Regions from separate parts of the Mus musculus genome. Here region 1 is linked to region 2. A link is a contact called in public HiChIP or PLAC-seq data. All regions are on one chromosome and are shown on one strand. Each heading gives the region's core, a stretch centred on a gene start, on an enhancer-like site or on the middle of the called end of the contact. The rest is flanking DNA. Distances are from core to core; before and after follow the strand shown.

The links. HiChIP or PLAC-seq counts read pairs in DNA pulled down with a chosen protein or histone mark.
Region 1: an H3K27ac HiChIP or PLAC-seq map of neural progenitor cells shows a contact between it and region 2, with 8 times the contacts expected there. The contact joins the promoter of Ptprm here to the enhancer-like site in region 2. A contact is called at or near these places in 4 of 39 promoter capture datasets (the 3T3-L1 cell line, cranial neural crest, hippocampal neurons and 1 more), 1 of 484 Hi-C or Micro-C datasets (stem cell-derived neurons), 8 of 115 datasets of contacts at active chromatin or transcription factors (cardiomyocytes, embryonic forebrain, embryonic hindbrain and 5 more) and 1 of 9 other capture datasets (embryonic stem cells).

The regions. Positions count from the first base shown.
Region 1 is chr17:67,353,159-67,356,294 of GRCm38.p6, forward strand. It overlaps Ptprm (protein tyrosine phosphatase, receptor type, M), which reads right to left and starts at 1,301. Exons shown (of 31, transcript NM_008984.2): 1 at 799-1,301. The coding sequence starts at 871.
Region 2 is chr17:66,814,009-66,817,609 of GRCm38.p6, forward strand. Ptprm (protein tyrosine phosphatase, receptor type, M) reads right to left here. Exons shown (of 31, transcript NM_008984.2): 16 at 459-533. Among named protein-coding and RNA genes, the nearest start is that of 1700016K05Rik, 100 kb to the left of the region's middle. Within about 2 kb of position 2,128, at least 15 of the 459 cell types and tissues checked have an H3K27ac peak or open chromatin away from gene starts, as enhancers often do. A contact at or near this core is called in neural progenitor cells and stem cell-derived neurons, where this site is marked.

The DNA.
Region 1 (3,136 bases), core at 51-2,550, 540 kb after region 2:
GCTCCTCAAGGCTCGCGAAGCCTGGGTGAGCACAGCCTCCGGTTGGCTTGATGCACACAGCCAGTACGTGCCCCCTCCTTTCAGCTAGGACCCCCGCGCAGCTGAGCTGGGTTAGCAAGTTGTCCGGACCCGGGCTGCACACCTTTAGGGAGGCCGAGGATGGAATCTGGGCGCTCAGCCACAGTGGCGAGGGCTTGGGGAGCAGCAGATTCCTCTAGGATCTCAGAAACCTCCCGCGGTGCAGAAAGGGAACGCTGGCACAGCGAAGCCGCGCCACAGAGGGGACCCGCTGAGGTCGCCCACCGCGCCGGGCAGGGGGCGGCAGGGATGTCAAGTTTGGGGTGGTCGCCAGCTACACCTCTAGGTTTGACGCTCGCCGCAAGCTCAGCTGAGCACTGGCAGTCCACCGCGGCTGCCTCCAGGGTCGAGAGGCCCGCTCAGCGCCTACTCCCGGCGGCTACAGCTGGGAACTTTAGGCAAAGTTTTCTGCCCTTCCTGCCCAGGCCGCCCAAGAACACTGAGCCCCCATGCACAAGTCCAGGCCCTGAGGGTACAGGGGCCGAGATGGAGGTCCCTGTTTCTGCGCCCGTGCTTGTCCTGCGGGCTCCTGCGTGTACTGTACGGGCTCCGTGGCTCCACAGCTGTTTTCCTCCGGCCATCCGCCAGCCCGGCTCACCCGCTACGCGATGCCGGGTCTTCCCTGCCCCTGCCCGGCCCTGAAGCTCGCCTCGGACTTCTCCCACCCGGGTGTCGCCTACGTCCCAGGCGCCCCGGGAACGGTAGTGGTGTCTCGCTTACCTGAAAATGTTTCTCCGGCCGCAGTTAGCAAAAGTCCAGCTAAAGTCACCAGGCAAGTCCCAAGTGTCCTCATGGTGCTGAGTACGCGCCGGGCCGCCTCGGGGCGGCGGCGGCCGGTAGCCTCGGGAAGCCAAGGGAGACCCGAGCCTAAGCTGCAGGCTGCCAGGGTAGACGCGACAGCAGCGAAACACCAGACCCCAAAGTGACAACAGTTGCACAAGTCCGAAGTCCCGCGGCTCCCGGGCGTGGGGACGGCGTCCTGGATCCTCCTGCCCTCCCGCTGGCCCCCGCTTAGAGTCTGGCGCCACGGGGAGAGAGAGCGGAGGGCGCGCCCGCGGAGCCCAAATCCTCGCTGGGATCCGGTGATGAGCCCGCCTAAGCGCTACCCCTAATCGGGACCGAGCCGCCCGCGGCGCCGTGGCCGTGGCCGTGGCTGTGATCGCGCGCTTGTAGCCCGCCGCCTCTCCCACAGCCCCAGCCACCTCCGGCAGTGGCGCGCCGATGGCCGAGCCCGCGCAGGCTGCGCGCGGGGCTCCTGCTCCGCGACTGACTGGCGATGCCCCGCAGGCCGGCTGGAAGGAGCCCACGTCACGGCCGGGCCGGAGCCGCCGCGGCCCGCTAGAGGGCGCGAGCGCCCGTGTCCCCGGCCCCGGGCCAGCTCGGCCTGCGCGGCGCCTGCGGGCTCTGTGGGGCGGCCACCAGCAAGATGCGGGCGGGACCCGGCGGGCAGGAGCAACCTCCCGGGGCGCCACCCTCGACCCTAGCTCGCCTCCGCAGCGCCTCGGGTTTCCCACGCTGGCCTCGGGGACAGGGACCGCGCCCCAGCCAGAAGTTTGTCCCGGGTCACGGACGGCGAGTAGTTGGAGCGCGCCAGGCACGGGGCGGTAGTGTCCCGGGCGGTGGCGGTGGCGGCTGGCTTGCGAGCGCCGACCAGGAAGAAGCCAGAGCCGCCAGCGCCCAGGGCCGCTTGATCTGCTGCTTTCAAGGGACACACAAGCCTCTGTGCCCGAGCCCCGCGCCTGAGAAGCAGGATGCGCTTCTGCCGCTCCACTGCGTGGTGTCGCCGCCAGTGCGGCCCGGAGCTAGGAAGACAGCAGTTGCATGGAACCATGGATTGGGCAGAACCGAGGATTTCTGCAGCTGGTGCAAATGGAGAGTGTCTTGAAACATTTTAATTTGCCGTTTGGGGTCTGAGACGACTATTTTATTAAGTGAACACAAACGCTATTAATGATTAAATTAAAACTCAAATTCAAGATTTTATTTCATTTTATTTTATTTTATTTTATTTTATTTTATTTTTAAAAGCCGTTCTTCATCTTGCTCAGAGTACAGCCATTAGGGCACCTGTAGGTTATTTACCAAGCTAACTGCGGGCCATGCTGGTTAAACTAAGATCCCAATTTGTGTTGTGATACATGCAAGTAGGTTAGTGCTCAACAAGAGCTCTTACATTGCTTTCCCTGGGGGACCTTTACACTGTCTTTGGCTGCTTAGTGGTGCTTTAAAGACCAAAGAAATAAGTGACTCTCCCACTCCTCTGGTTTAAGGCTCTCTGGTGGCCCCAGAACCGGCCAAAGATGACGTTTGCGATCATCTCCCAGGACATATGTGACCCAGTACTTTTATGTCTTCCAGACCAAACACAAGACCAGCTTGTTTTCAGGCAGGAGTCCTCATGAGGCCTTCCATTCATAAATCTCAGTGTTAACCATTCACTTGCCACTATCCTATGCCGCCACTAGCCTTTATCTGAAAACGAGCCTGCTGGGCTTCTCCTGAACTTGGAAGGGAATTTTTGAAGTCTCATACTTAATTCAAAAGGATCAACAAGTGACAGAGGTTTAATCCGCCACTTGATTTTCTTGATGAAATTATACCTTATAAGATAATTGAGATTTGCTTTTTAAAAGCGAACGGTGACAGACACACCCCCCACCCCATTTTGATGCTTGTGGGTGCATCCGTAAAAAAGGTAAAAACCAACTGCGCTCTCATTGCTTTCCCGTAACATCTTTATGTTGGATGAAGAGATTGATATCATGTAAAACTCCATTCCTCACATGCGTCAATTCTTAATTATGTGTCAATTCTTTCTTTAATTAATAATTAATATTTTTTTTTACATTCCAATTGCTGCCCTCCCCCTCCCCAACAATACAATTACTGCAAACCACAGAGGAGGCATTGTGCTAACTGCTGAAGGCTGTTTTGGGCTGGTGGCTCCTTGAGAAACAGACCCTGGGCTAGGGTGACTTTGACTTGAGGTGATTCCCAAGAAGGAGAGAAAAGAGACTAGGGACAGAATGAGGACAGTGTCTGGTGTACTTGAGAACAG
Region 2 (3,601 bases), core at 878-3,377:
CAGAGCTGACATTAAATTCTGAACACAGAAAAGGGGAGCCCTCTGGTATTACCCTACCCGCCACATGCAGCAAATCCTTCCTACCAGTGGAGACCTCAGAGGAAGACTCATCGCCTGCCCCATGCCCCTAGCTCCATCCCACCCCATGCCCCGCTTCTAACCATGGCATCATGCACAGTACAAGATCCAGTCTCCTCTAGGGGACAGCTGATTTGTCTCAGTCACTCCTGAAATAAACTTTGGGAAAGGGAATCATTCTCACCTAAGATTGCAGTTGGCACAAATGGGTCTGTCATACATCGTAAGCAGGGCAGTGCAAAGAGAGTAAAAAGAGAAAGAACAGTAAATGACTGATGAACGGTCCCCAACTTCCCCAGGAAAGCCACCGGAAGCTGAGGCTTCACATAAAGCAAAAAAGCCCAAGTGGCACAAGGAGGCACGGTGGCCCAGCCCGTTACCTGGGTAATAGGAATTCGGCACCGATGTGCTCAGCGTGTTTGTTTTCATGGTAAAGGATGATGGCGAGGACACAGCTGTGGAGAGAGAAAAAGGCAGGTCAGAGGCCACGGGCAGGTTGAATTTGGCATCTAGGACCTTCTAGAATCATGGCAGCTGGTCCTTGTGAGGGTAGACCACTCATGCGGAGGAGACTCTGGGATTCGTTGAACTCCACATGGTGAATGCCACCATTCTCAGTAGTTTCTGGGTCATCCCTTATCCTTTTGAGGAGACAAACCCTTTTGATCAGACAAGGACTCCTCTTATCCTATAATGGAAAACACCTATAAGCGGCCACCACATTGAATGTGGAAATCCAAGAGGTTTATTCCTCTGGAACGTTTGCCTTGCACTTTGTGACAGTGCTTCTGCTCTGAGCTGGGGTTTATGAATACAAATGTGGGAATAAGTCAATATGGGGCTCCTGATGAACGAAGGGAATGGCAGTGTTATGGGGCTTTGCTAAAAATCCTCTCCTTTTTCAGATTTTGAAAATTTGGGTTGCTGAAACCTGGCTCATAAAAGTGAAGTTGATTTGTGCTGTACTGAAAAGGAAACCACTTTTCCTATGTTGCCCTTTTAGTCTTTACTACGACGACGACTACTACTACTACTACTAAATAGTAATACATTTCTTTGGATTATTTCTCTGAAGAGTACATGACCATCACAAGAGTACATTTTCCTCTATTGATCAAAGGAAAGGTCAAGCCCTCTGATTAATTGAGTCCACTGAAAATGGGCATTTCCAATTTTTCAGGTAGTATGTTCACTCTCTTCTGCATCCCAAATTGGTAGTTAGACACACTTTCACTTCACTAAAGCATGAGGACTGATGTCTGCTCAGGGTAGTTCAACATCACCACCCATGGCTACCATCATCACCCATGGCTACAGTTCTAAGCACTTCAGTGATTTATTTGATGCTGAGTGCCCACAGAGATACACAAGGCCACTTGATCCTCTGTAGCCATTTCTATGTGTTTGGTAAATGTGTGAGAGGCAGATACAAAGTACCTATGCTTATTTCTACTTTTGTGTTAAAATACATTTGTTTTTGAGTATTCAAATCCACCTTTGTGCCGAACATTCATCTTTAAGTGTTCATACAGAGCCCATTCTCCTTTCCTATAGTCTACATTCCCCTTATTATGGTATAGTGAAGAGAAAGGCATCACTCATATTAGTTTTGGTGGACAGATTACACCCCACTCCCATAAATGAATTTCTCCTTACTTTTAAATTCTCCAGCCTTGTTTTTTTTTTTTTTCTCTCCTATCTCATTTTAAAAAGTAACTCAGCTCACAGCTTCTAGAACTTTTCTGAGTGAGAACTTGCAGGTATGTATACCTGCATGGTATGCATTCGTGCAAGTGTGTGTGTGTGTGTGTGTGTGTGTGTGTGTGTGTAGCCCAAGCATCTTTATAAACTCTCCTTGGGATTGTTTCCCTAGTAGCTTTAATTGAGAGGGAATGAATAGAGTATTGTGAAAATGTTTACCCTGGGGATCCCTGTCAATGAAACTGTTAGAGACTTTTCATGCCTAACAAAGAGGAGGGAACAAGTTCTTCTGCAGCATTCACTGAGTAGAGGGTCAAAGAATTCCAAGGGATGGGTCAATTAGAGGCTGCATTGGCAAAGCTGTGGTCCTCAGCGGTCTCACAGCAACAGACCAGAATAGAGCTAACTGCCCAGTTAAGACTTCCTGTCCAGCAGTGATGTTCCCCCTGGAGTTCAAACGGGAAACATCCCATGGTTATTAGTTTTGTTTCTGTCCTTGGTGTGGGTCATTACAGGAAAATGGATTCCTGAGAACCTGACAGTGAAATGAAAGTGAGGAGCCTTCTGAGTGGTCTCTTCCTTCCCTCTCCATACCTTTTTGTCTTCTGGGGGTTTCTCATATGTTTCACATATGTCTCACATAAGCTGGATAAGTATTCTCCCCCTGAGCTGTGTCCCCCATCCTGTGTGGTCCCTTGTATGCTGATGCATAGAGAATAGCTGCTATTATGCAAATTCTAGCTCTCTGTGTATTTAAAGTCCCCCCCACCATCTGATTCAAACAATCAAAGGCAGGATACTTCCATTTGGAGCTAGGTCAGCATGTATGGATTTTCAAAAAAAAAATATATATATATAATCTTTTTTTAAGAGATAAAACAGCAGAAAGACATAAAAGAGTTTATTACGATGACACACCAGTTTCTGCACCCTGAATGTCACCCTGAATGTCATAGGGGGCCGAGAACCCAAGAGTGCTGTCCTCCTAGGTCAGAGCAGTGCCTGGCAGGCTGGGTGTGCAGGCAGCTCACTTGAATAGGGGGAGAAAAGGCAGGGCAATGGCAGCCACTCTAATCAGAAGAAGCAGTCTGTGAAAGCTAAGTGAGCCCAACAGGCATGCGAGGCTTCTGAGGCACAGTTGAGCTGAGCGTACCTTAATCCCAAGGGAAGAAAGGCTGGCAGCCCAGCATCCTCTGGCCAAAAGGCTTGGTCAGGTGAGCAGCACACACCATCCATGCCTATCTGTGATGCCCTAGACTCCTATCGGGCTTTCTGTGCACTGCTTTGTTCATACCTGTGCTGTTCTGACCCACGCTGAGGACATCCTGATCATACAGGAGGTAGCAGTGGTCGTCAGTATGGATGGCTTCCCCACAAAGAAAGGACTCGATGAGTGTGTGCCACGAACTACAGCATCGGACCCAGCTCTGGGATCTAACGCTGGTCACTGGCCACATAATCAGGGATGGAAAAAAAAAATGTGTTCCTTTGGTAACTCAGATAAACAATTGAGTTGCTGATCTCCAGAAACGCTGCCTGCATGGAGATCACAGGTGGGCTCAGGTAGGCATTGGCTAGCCCACGTGATGCCAAACTTGAGACGTGCTGAAGCTCATTTTAATTTATTAATTGCCGCTAATTGCCCTATAATAAAGGCAGAGACTGTCGGCTGAACAAACAAACAATTAACTTGTTAGTGCCATTTAATGACCCGTTTCACAACAGACTTCCCTGGTGGCATTCCACACCTGGCTTGCTTACAAATGGGATCTAAGCAACCAAAGGGGTGAGGGGGAAGCAGGTGTGTGCTCAGCCAGAGGGG